Linked DNA regions of Gossypium raimondii: region 1 is linked to region 2. A link is a contact called in public Hi-C data. All regions are on one chromosome and are shown on one strand. Each heading gives the region's core, a stretch centred on a gene start, on an enhancer-like site or on the middle of the called end of the contact. The rest is flanking DNA. Distances are from core to core; before and after follow the strand shown. Region 1 holds the start of LOC105793826 (receptor protein kinase CLAVATA1). Region 2 has its middle 26 kb from the start of LOC105793824.

What was found. A called contact is a pair of places that touch in the nucleus more often than the background predicts.
Region 1: a Hi-C map of leaf shows a contact between it and region 2, with 2.3 times the contacts expected there. The contact joins the promoter of LOC105793826 here to the enhancer-like site in region 2. A contact is called at or near these places in 2 of 2 Hi-C or Micro-C datasets (both in leaf).

The regions. Positions count from the first base shown.
Region 1 is chr3:20,555,487-20,562,006 of ASM2569854v1, forward strand. It overlaps LOC105793826 (receptor protein kinase CLAVATA1), which reads right to left and starts at 4,400. Exons shown (of 2, transcript XM_012622684.2): 1 at 1,371-4,400; 2 at 659-1,281. The coding sequence starts at 3,954. The coding sequence ends at 923.
Region 2 is chr3:20,401,021-20,407,026 of ASM2569854v1, forward strand. No RefSeq gene overlaps it. Among protein-coding and RNA genes, the nearest start is that of LOC105793824, 26 kb to the left of the region's middle. Within about 2 kb of position 3,746, the one cell type or tissue checked has open chromatin away from gene starts, as enhancers often do. A contact at or near this core is called in leaf, where this site is marked.

The DNA of each region.
Region 1 (6,520 bases), core at 3,150-5,649, 160 kb after region 2:
CTTATATTCGGATCCGATAAATAGGATCGGGTATAAGGTGTTACAAATCACTTCAGACTCATTGGATTTAGAACTGAATTAATTCATGTACTAACAAAGATATACTACACTCAAAATCATTAAAAGTTTATGCTTTGGTCAATCAACTTTAAAAAATTAAAAAATGGCTATTAAATTATTCCAATGTTTTCATATAAGGCACTGATTTATTTAAGAGTTTTTATTTAAGTTAAAAGTTTTAAAGTTTTTTTTTTAAAAAGTTCCACTAGTGAGCTCTAAGCGGTGATTTGATAATCGGTATAATAATCAATACCCATCGACGAGTAGAAAAATATAACTCAAATCCAAGTCAATCTAATGGTTAGTATCAAAAATCAAAAAAAAAATTATTTGAATTTTGATTCGCAGATTCATGACATTCAAAAGTATTTCATGAAAAAATTGAATTGTAGAGAGAGAAAGAAAAGAACTTTTAACATATGCAAATGATGCAACAATGATTTTAACATTTTAATAATGACTTAAATTAATGATTATTTTATAATTTTTGAAATTGAATTATGAAAATATAAACTAATAGTTTAGTGATGTAATTTACCCACAAACAAATAATATGGAAAGTGTATGGAAAGTGTTGAGGAAAATAAAAAGGGAGAAGCGCAAAATATTCAACTTTACTAATTACTTTCACTCTGTAGCTTTAAATTATACACCAATTTATCAACCAAAAATAGGGAAAGCAGCAATTTTACATTGATAGAAACATTATTCTAATAAACATAAAACACAAACATATTCACCCTTTATGGCAGGTTAGTATTACAATCCGATACCCAAAACCTTGGTTAGAAAATTATTACAGATTTCTATGTTTTCGTAGGACGGCAAAAGTCCATGAGCATGATTGATTAGCAGTTGAGCATCAAAAGGTGAGGAGGCTTGGCCTTTGGGCAGACTGTGGTGGATTGGTGAGCATGTGTACAACTTCTCTCATGGATGGCCTTGCAGTGCTCTCATCCTCAACGCACATCATGGCTACCTTGAACAGATGGTTAACTGCCGTCACTGGATATTCACTTAGCCTGGGATCTACAATCGCCAACACTGAAGCAGGATCAGAGGGTTGGGGTTGTTCTGATGTCATCTTCCTCACCCACCTCACAATGTCCACCCCATCTCCAAACTCCCCAACTGGTTTTCTTCCTGCTATCAGCTCCAGCAGCACAACACCGAAACTGTACACGTCGCTTTTCTCATCAACCCTCAATGTGTAGGCGTACTCTGTTGTTTAACATCACAACAAAGCCAATGCTAGTTAGACATTAACTATAATACTGTTTTTTCTTCGATAATTTCATATAAGTACAAACCTGGGGCGATATAGCCGTAGGAACCAGCAATGGAGGACATGCACTCGGAAGCACCAGCGTCCTGCAAGAACTTAGCCAGCCCAAAATCCGCTACATGAGCTTCATAGTCTTCACCAAGCAATATGTTATTGGACTTCACATCCCTGTGTATAATCAGAGGAGAGCAATCATGGTGAAGATAACACAGTCCCCTGGCAGCTTCCAGGGCAATCGTATACCTTCTCTCCCATTGCAAATGTGCACCCTTTGGCCCATGCAACATTTCTCCTAAGCTCCCATTAGGCATATATTCATACAACAACAGATTCGTGTCTTTATTCGAAACATAACCCAACAATCTCACGATGTTACGATGCCTAATTCGACCCAGAGTTTGAATCTCTGCCGAGAATCCACTATCGTTTCTTCCGCCCACCAATCTTTTAATCGCAACATCGAGACCATCCGGCATTGAACCGCGGTAGACAATCCCAGCTCCACCTTTGCCTATAACATTCTCATTCTTCAAGCACTCCAGCACGTCCTCAGCTTTGAAATCCAGCCTTTGGAATGCAGTAAGCTTCCAGGCTCGTGATTTTTGAAACCTCTTCCTTCTAATTCTATAAACCGTGATGATTATCAGTAGCAAAGCTGTCATAAACGTAATGACTGTGATTATGAGCTTTGAAGCAGCGAAGGATACTGCGTGACCATGACCTGAACCTCTAGTTTGGTTTCCCAAAGATGGGCAATTGACGTGACGAGGACAGAGATTGAGGTTTCCAGTAAACGAGCTATCATTGAAGACTAAAAATTGGCCGCCAATGGGAATTCTGCCCACCAAATAGTTATACGAGAGATCAAGAGTTGTGAGGCTTATCATGTTACGGATTTCAGCCGGAATTTCACCAGTTAGCTGGTTCCTTGAAAAATTGAGAATGCTTAAATCTTTGAGCTCGTCGATTCCGTCGGGAATTTCACCAGTGAAACTGTTCCGACTGAAATCAATGGAAGTAAGAGAAGTGCATCGAGAGATGGAAGGTGGGATTTCACCAGTAATATTGTTGTCACTGATGTTCATCTTTGAAAGCAATTTGATATTAAAGATCTCTCCGGGGATTTCACCTGAAAACTTGTTCATTTCAAGAGACAAAACTTGTAAACTCCGCAAATTGCCTATTGCCGGAGGAATTTTGCCACTGATCCAATTGTTTGAAATTTTTAACTGACCAAGCGAAGCACCCGACATCTGTGATGGAAGTTCACCGGAGAAGAAATTGTCGCCTAACTCCATAATACTCAGCAATGGCAAGTTGAAAATCCCAGCTGGAATCGTCCCATTGAGAAGGTTTTTCATGATACGAATCTTGGTAAGAGACTTGCAGTTGCCAAGTTCTTCAGGGAGTGGACCAAAGAAGAAATTTTCCATCATAATCAACGTCTCCAACCTCCCCCCCTTGCATAAATCCCGAGGAATCAATCCAGTGAGGTGATTCGAAGCAACGTCAAGCTTATAAAGCTTCCCATTGCGCCCCAGATTCTGGGGCAATTCAAACGTAAAGTTGTTTCCCCACACCTGAAACACTTCAAGATGAGGATAATCGCCTACGAATGACGGTATCGAACCGTAGAGATTGTTTTTGAACAAATTTATAAGCGTAATCTTGTTCAAAGCAGAGAAACTGTCCGGTATCTCCCCTGTAAGTTCATTTATAGAAAGATCAAGCGATTTCAAGCTGATTAAACCAGAGAGTTGAGAAGGGATACGCCCGGTGAGACGGTTGAGTTGAAGGAACAACGAGTGCAAGTGTTTCAAATTGCTCAAACTCGAAGGAATCTCACCGGTTATGTTACAGCTTGCCATGTCGAGAAGTTCGAGTTGACTCAATGACCCATACTCAGGTGGAATGCCTCCATCGTAGGCGTTGAAGTATCCGATTACCAAGTATTTGAGGTTTGTTAAACGAGCCAAAAAGGAAGGAGTTTTCCCTGTTAAACCGATGCCATTAAGACCCAAATATTCCAAGCTCTGGATTTCAGAGTACTCCTCCGGTATCTCTCCCATAAAAAAGTTTCCTCCGAAAGATAAATGCTTGAGATATTTAAGATTGACGACCTCAATGGGAAGAACACCCGTGAAGTTATTGTTATAAGCATCGAGAATCTCGAGGTGAGTCATGCCTGCAAAGATTTCTCCAGGGAAACTGCCTTGGAAAACATTGTTGGAGATGTTGAATATCTTAAGAGAAGTCAAATTACCCATCTCCACCGGAATCCTCCCCGTAAGACTATCGGAAGAAATAGTGAGGTTGACGAGCTTGTTGAGAAGCCCAATTTCAGGAGGAATGGTGCCAAAGAGAGGAGCAAACGACACGTTCAGAGCAACAACACTGAAATCCTCATCGCATTGAACACCAGAGAAACGGCAATGTGCTGATGGAGATGAAGAGAATTCCCAGTTCTCGAGTCCCGAACCTTTGGGTCCAATCATTGAAGACTTGAGCAGCAACAGAACTTCAAGATCACTGGAACCATAGACGATGGCTGAGAAGGGTAGTAGAAGACTCGAGAAAACACAGAGAAGATAACTGTAAAAGCTTCTCATTTCAGTGTTCTTCTCTTTTCCTGCGATCAGAGAGAGGTGAAGGCTTTACTATCAGTAGCTCACTACGTTAAATAGAGTTGTACTGTATAGTGGATCGCTAAGAGGATCGTAGTTCCCAAAGCATCAAATGTTGGATATGAAATAAACAAATACAAAATCTGAATTCTGAAAAAGTCAGGGAGAGAGTGTGTAAAAGGAGGGGAGTCTGGATTGCATGAAACCGCTAAAGACACGGCAATACTGTATGGCCCATGGTTCGCATCGTACACTACATGGAATTGAAAAATGGTAGAACACAGAAAGGGTTAACGTTGAATTTACTAGTTTTTAAAGCTTGTCAGCTCTGTGAGTCAAACATGAGGGAGGGAGGGAGGGAGGGTCCCCATGGCAGCAGGAAGAACGACTGAAACGTTTACTCGGGACGGAGTTGATGAAGGGTACTATTTGACGTGGGGCTTAGAGACTGTGAATTGCTAAGGGTACTATACTCATCTGGTTTGACGGCGTGATCTGCCGGTTCTAAAGACTGGCCCTATTATAAATGCAGCTGCCCACTGCATTACTGTCAGACGCCAGTTGTTTTTTCTTTTTCTGAAAGAAAAAAATCACTGGGAAAAACTATCAAATTCACTAGGTTGAGCTTGGTAAAAATATTAGAACATATATATCTTATTATTATTTTGAGCATTTGGGATGATGAAATATGAAAGATGAATGTGGATTTTGTCTTTTGGGGGAGTGATGAAGACAGGGGATGGGCTTTGGGGGTCAATTGCTGGGCCCAGATTAAAGGCTGTGAATGTCCTTTCCCGAAGAAACACCTTTTTCTCCTCTGACTCCTTTTTGGCAGTGAGCTAAAAGTCCACTCTTTTTGTTCTTTTCTCCGATCGGGACCGTCCACAAAATAGGGGACCATTGTCGATTGCCTCTGCACTAACTTCTCCTTTTGCTTCCTTCCCTATCCCTTATGCAATGGTTCATGGACCAACCCAAGTATTCTGCAACTTCTTCTAACCATCCAAGTGCTTTGACATCCACAGTAGAATCTCTTCATCATCTCATTCAAATATTTGTCTTCTTGTTTAAGCAACATTTATGATTGGGCCATTAGCTTGTTAGAAAACTTCCAAGGGAAAAAAATAAACTATGTTAGAAAATAACATATGATAGTGTTCATGAAAAGATAATGCAAACATGACTATATCATGAATATAGATATGCTACATTGTGAGATAAGGTATAGTTTAAACAGTAAATGGATATTTATTTTTTGTAAATGAAGGTTCAATTTAATTTTAGAGTCCAAATTTCAGGAGTATAGGGAAGAACAATAAAGATGAAGCTTAACCTCACTAGGGCTAAGAATAAAATCAATTCAAATTGAGATATTTAGACAGTTTATGAAAAGTAAGTTAAAAATTACGATTACTTGAAATTAAATTGAATTTTATTTTTATTTATATATAATTATTTTTAATTTTTATGATATAAAATAAATATTTTATATTTAAAATAGTTAATAATTTAAAAGTTTTTAAAAATTATTGTTTTTAAGAAATATTTATGAAAAATATCTAATTTTTTAAATAATATTCAAAACCATCAAACAAAACTCATTTTATCAAAATAAGTCTAAACATTAAAATAATAAATTAATATAAAAAAATTGAGAACCAAATCGAACTGAAACAAATTATGATGGATGGTTTAGAAAATTTTAAAAACTTGATTGACCTAAATCAAAATCACCCCTAATCTTGACAGTAAATGTTAGGTACTACAAGTCAAAATATCTTTGAAAAAAAAGCTTAACCTCAACACCTGTAAGTGTTGAAATCATATAACATCATCTCATCATGTCCCAAATTGTGGAAATCAAATTCTCTCAAATTTTTTGGTAAACAACCCTGACCTCGATACATATAAATACGAGGTTAGGGTAAAATTAACCACATGAACCTCAACATCAATTAGTGTTGAGGTTGTTTAATATTTAAAAATTGCACAATTTGAGAAATAAAAAGAGATGTTTTTTTTAATTTTGAATATTTTGAAAAAAAAATTCCTACAATAAGTATTTAAAAAAAGTTATTTTTCAGAATATTTTTTATGGTAGTATCTTTATATTTATGGGTGTCGAGTTTAATTTAGGGTTTTGATCATTAAACTTCCTTGAGATTAAGGAAGGGACAAGGTGTAATGATTCAGATTTCAGCGGTGTCGTAAAAATTTAGTTTTAGATTGGATAAATTGAGTTGAGTTAGTAAATAACTCAAATAGGTTAATTACGTGTTGAGTATGGATGGGGAAGGTTGAATTATTAAGTTTTATTGAATTAAATCAGTTAGTAAAAGTAATACAGAGACTAAAATAAATGAAAATTAGTTTAGAGCTTAATAGGTCTTCCACTGGTAATTAATTAGCAATTCTACCATCATTAAATAAAGGTTAGTCGCTTGGAATGGATGAAACCGTTGGATCCCACCATTGTTCTGATTATTGCTTGATAATCATTGATTTTGGTTTAATAATTTTAATTAATTAAGTTAATAGATTAATTTAATAA
Region 2 (6,006 bases), core at 2,496-4,995:
CATGTGGCCATAATGAAAGCCCTCGTCAAAACTTTGAGCCCACTACCACGGCTCCATTGTGCGCAACCATTGTCAGAAAGATGTGTTTGTCTGCCCTTCCATGTCACTCTCAAGTCGGATCATTCTTTGCCGGGTCCCATCCACCTGCACAAGTGGCTTGCAGTGGGGAAATGCCTGCACACATGGATCGAACGTCCAGAACATCCGATGGAAAATCCTTTTGTCGGTCAGAATCGGTCATCCGGCCGTAATATGGACTTGTTCGCAACTCAATCACGCCCCGATACGCATTCTCGCATAGCGACTATCCAACCTTGAAGCTTGTTATACAACGAATCGTAATCCCCATACAGTTGCTCTATCGCCATCTGTTTAGCTATCCATGCCTTCCGATATGAGACTCGATACTGGAATCGTGCTTGCATTTCTGCAATGAGTACTGAAACTTTAATGGTCGGCATGTCCTTCACCATTGGCATGATATACGTACAAATAGTTTTCGAATCAAGTTTTCCATGATCTTCTGCCATACGTGTTGATGTGCATGTTTGAGGACCAACAAATTTTCGTATCTCCCACATTTGAGAACTTCTAATGAATGCAGCTCGTACCCGCCAATTGTAGCCTTCCGCTGCCTTCCAACACTCCCCAACATATATTGTCGGAGTAGACACGGAGACTTTATAATCCACCGATATCTTCATGTTGCACGCTTAATGACATATACGCACTCTTCTTTACAGCTGAATCTCTCGCCTATGAATAACTCATCATCATCAGATGTTACGACCAGCTCGTGAGAATGAACTATTTCAGGGTACTCCGGAAACTCAGATACATACGCTGCGTCAGGGTCTATGAGCGACATGTGTGGCCCAGGATTATTGTTTATCACAATACGCCGCATCTGCTCCCTGACCGAAGAAGCGTTAACGCCTTCATCGTTGTTGACATCTTCAGCGTCAATATCATCAGGTACATCGTCCACATCGGGATCAGCGTCACTATCGACCTCTTCATCCCAATGATCGCCGGCTTCTTCTTCTTCGCCGGCACCTTCTTCTTCACCACCAACCATGTCAAAATCGGGGGTAATATTCAGGTCGATACCCATCCCACCCATAGTTGATTCACTATCAACGATGATATTGGAGCCACCATCCGTGGTTTTTCAAATTCGCCTTCTTTATCGATGCATTTTGCTCCACACCGACTAACTCAAACAAATAAGTGAATCGGTGCATTCTTCTCACTCCCATTCCCACAGAGAGATCGGCCATTGTCTCCATCGTCTTTCGTCGTTTACAAGTTCCATTTCATTTAATTTGACCGGATTTGTTTAAACCGAAACTTGTAGAAAATTTTGATATCTTTCTCCCACAACGCCTATGGATTTTTGCATTAATTCTTACCTTCATTTCATCGAACGATACATTTCTATTAAATCTCATTGCTATTTGTTGCCGACATTCAAATACATATCCAACACTTGTTGTCAATATGACTCCATCGAAATAAACGCATACAAGAAACTTGGCATCCATATTCAATATTTAATCTGTTAAAAAACAAAATCTCATAAAAATTTCTAACGGTAACTAAATTACTTAAAAAATTTATACTCAAAATAATACACAAAATAATACACCCTTAAATTATTAATTTTATACTCAAAATAATATTAATAATTTTATACTCAAAATAATACATACTAAAATTATTAATTTTACTAAAATAATAACTAACTAACTAACTATAATAATAATACTAGTTTTTACTAACTAGTTTATTTTCAGTAAATAAAAATAATAAGTAACCATAATAATAATACTAGTTTTTTGCTAACAATAATATTACTAAGTTACATCTTAATACATTAATAACATCTTAATACTAACAACAACAACAACAACAACAACAACAACAACAACAACAACAATAATAATAATAATAATAATAATAATAATAATAATACTAACTAATACTATTATTTTGAGTTTTATTAATCTTAATAACTAAATTAAAACAAAAATATTACAAAATATACAAAATAATAACAACAATATAATCAATTATTTTTAAAAAGATACCTTCTTTTTTCCTCTTTTCTCTCTTTTTCTTCTTTTCCGCAACAACTCTTCTTCTTCTTTTTTTTCTTTTGATTTTTCTCTTCAATTTGGACAGAGGTCGATTTATAATACGAGTAGTGCCATTAATTAGTATGGCACCATTGGTGCCGCTTAATGGCATTGGCACCATTGGTGCCGCTTAATGGTTTTGGCACCTTTGGTGCCGCTTAATCCCATTGGCGTGACCAAGAAACCGTCACATCACCGATTTTTTTGTTTTTTGATATATTTTGATAAATAAAAAATTTCGTAAATAAAAAAAGTTAAAATATTTTGGTAAATTTTTATTTTTTTATAATATTTTTGTAAAAAACCCGTATTAGTTATACCTAATATTGTTTTGTTTTATCTTCTTGCAAACTATGTCGAAAAACTTGGTCGGTGACGATGGTGATCTTATCTCGAATGAAGATCGAAACACCAAAAGGTGCGATTTAAGGATGTCGATACGGATACAAGCTGTGAGATGGTAGTGGATCTAATCCCTACACCAGTACCATCCTGGAAGGACAAGATGTTGGGGAAAACTTTGCCTGCTTCTACAGACGAAGTAGAATTGAATTTCCAGGAGTGAGATATCATGAAGACTACGGTGAATGGTATACCAACGATAAAAATTTCCGAAAGGATAAAGCAACTATTGGTAAAGGGTATGGCAACTATAGCAGTTGTGAAATTACTAGGAAGGAACCTGGCATATCGCACCCTTCATAACAGAATACTCAATCTATGGAAACCATCACTCTCGTTTCAGCTTATGGGTGTTGAAAACAGATACTTCTTGGTTAAATTTCAAGGCAGGGAGGACTACGAAAAGGTTCTAACTTAGGGTCCATGGGTGATTTTCTGCCAATACCTCACGGTTCAACCATGGACACCAGAATTTAATCCCCTCAATTTTTGTCAACTTGGACAAACCCTTAATTTCTCAAATCCCGATGAACGGTAAGCAATAGAGAATTGAATATGAAATTTTCCCGCTGTATATTTCTCACGTGACAGGTATGGACATGTGCGTGACCTCTGTCCTTCCAATGGGCCGGAGAAGGGTCGCGGCGAGAGTAAAGAGGGTTCAACGGCGGTCGCTCCAGAGAAGGAAAAATCAGTGGAGGCGTCGGAATACTTCAGACCATGGATGCTTGTCGAGAGAAAATCACGGCGAAATCAAGGCTCTAATGCTTCTTTGGCTGCGAAAATTCAGGGCAAAAATGGAGAAGGATCTCGATTTAATGCCCTATCTTTAGTACAATCAGAGAGCATTGAAAATGGGGAGATCGGTGCAGATTTTTCGGGGGTTATCTTTAAAAGAGGGAGTTTTTAAAGATTAAAGATGGGGTTAGCAGGGATAATTCCCATAATTATGGGCTGAAAAATGAGCATATTTTTTCAAGAGCTGCGAGCCAGGCCAGGGTTGGAAAAGATCAACGTGGGTCCTTGAAAGCTGGAAATGGGTTGTCCATTGGCTTAAATGCTGGGCCAATAAGTGTGCCCACTTCTAATTCGAATGGAGGAAATTATTTTCAACAAAAAATCAATAGCGTGATGACAGAACCCACGCTCCAAGATTTCAATCCTGCTCAGGCCCAGATTAATAATAAGGAAACAGCGCTCAAAGGTCCCAATTCAGTAAGGCCAGTTGGGCTGATAAAGCATTGAAGGGCCCAATTCAGCTGACGGATACTGGGAGCGGTTCAAATAATTTGCCTTTGGGGAAGCAAACCTTTCAAGATGCGAATCCACTGTCTGAAAGAGCTGGGCAAATCCATCATGCGTCGACCCAAGAAGAACATATCCAGGTTCAATCAACTATTGTTGCTAAATATGTTAATTCTGAAAATTTTCCTGCTTTTTCCACCACAAGTGAGATTGCATCGGGAATGGAACAAAATATTCAGGCCATGGAATTTGATGGAATTAAAGCGCATTTTAATCCAACTTTCGAAGGTACTGTGGGGGGTTGGAGTTCAACTTACCGATGGCATTTTAGATCCTGATAAACACTCTGCTGTAATTTTCAAAGAAAATTTGCACTCAAAGTCTCGTGAACATGCTGTGGGACGAAAATTTGAGGCCTTGGAAGCGGGTAGCTTAAGGAATATAGAAAGAAAAAATAGTAGCAAGGTTGGTTTTGGTTGGGGAGGCTAAAAATTAAACAATTCTTTAAGGGGACGTAGAAGTCGTTTCAAATCTATTGGAAATTCTCGTATTCCTCTAGGTGAATCTATGGAGGCGGTGGTTAATCTTATTTTGTCCCCAATGGTGAATGAGACTGGAAATGGGGTGCAAAATGAGGCAGCTTCCAATTTAGATGGTGCTGATGATTATTGACAGTAATGGTATGACCCTACTTTTATTTTTATTTTTCATGAATTTTCAATTTTTTCTTGGAATTGTCAGAGTTGTGCTAGTGCCAGATTTTTTTTTGTGTTTTTCGAGAATATAATATGAAATACAAGTAAGATATCATTAGTTTGCTTGAACCCAAAGTTAGTGGCACCAAAGCAGACAAAATTATTGCACAGTTGGGTTTCCAGTACTTTCATCACGTAGAAGCAATTGGCTACTCTGGGGGTATATGGATTGTTGAAAAAATTCAGTTCAGGTTGAGGTGGTTCATAATCACCTACAATTTATTCTTTCACGAGTTTGGTTTATTTCTTCTTCGATGCTGTTTTTTTTTTATCTCTTTTGTGCATAGGAGCCCAAATCGACAAAAGCGTGAGGATCTATGGAAATAGGGGTGAGCAAAACTCGATTAGACTCGAAAAAATCGAAAAAAATTCGAATTTCGAGTTAAACGAATCGAGTTATTCGAATCAACTCGAATTTTTTTTTCGAATTTCGAGTTCGAATCGAGTTAAGTTTTCGAATTCGAATAACTCGAATAATTCGAATAATTCGAATATCAAACTATAATATTTGACAGTTTTACCTTAAACTCCCAAACCTTTTTACTTTTCCCTTAAAACTTTTTCTCCTTCCCACTTTCCCCCTAGAACTTTTACTCCCCTCCCCTCCTAACCCCCCAATCTACCCAAAATACATTTCCCACCAAAATTTTACTCTCTCATTTACTTTTTCTCAAAATTTTACTCCCAAAAACCCTCAAAACCTTTTATTTTCTCTCAAAATTTTACTCCTTCCCACTTTTCCCTAAAACTTTTATTCCTTTCCATCCCACCTCCCACCTCCCATCTACCCCAAACCCTCCCTCCAATTTTTTTAAATATTTTCCTCCAAAATTTTACTCCCCTATTTACTTTCCTCAAACTTTTATTCCCAAAACTTTTATTTTCCCTAAACTTTTACTTCTCACTCTTTACTCTCAAATAAAAAATAAAATTATCCAAAAAATCACTAAACATAAATAGTAATAATTTTATTTATATTTACTATTTATATTATTAAATTAAATTTCACATTTTATATTATTTATATTATTGAATTGTTTAGTCACATTGAATATTTATATTAAAATTGAATTATTAATTATGCCATAAAATATTCGTGTTAAAATTTTATATTGGTATCAATTTCACATTTTATCTTTGAAATAACTTTTATTAAAAATCATATTTTTACATTTAATATATTTTTAATTCCAAAATACATAGTGACAAGAATCAAGATAATTGAAACAACTAAGCAAGTTTAATAAACTAATCAAGATATAAAAATTAATAAATAAATTATGAGGTGATGAAAGTTAATAAAAAATTTGATTAAGGTAGACAAATTTTATTACGATGGGTGACAACGGTTATAAGGACCCAAAATTATTTTTTTAAAATTTAACTCTAACAAATATATTCGATTCGATTCGAATTCCATCTCACTCGACTCGATTCGAGAAAACTTCAAATAAAGTTAGGATTAT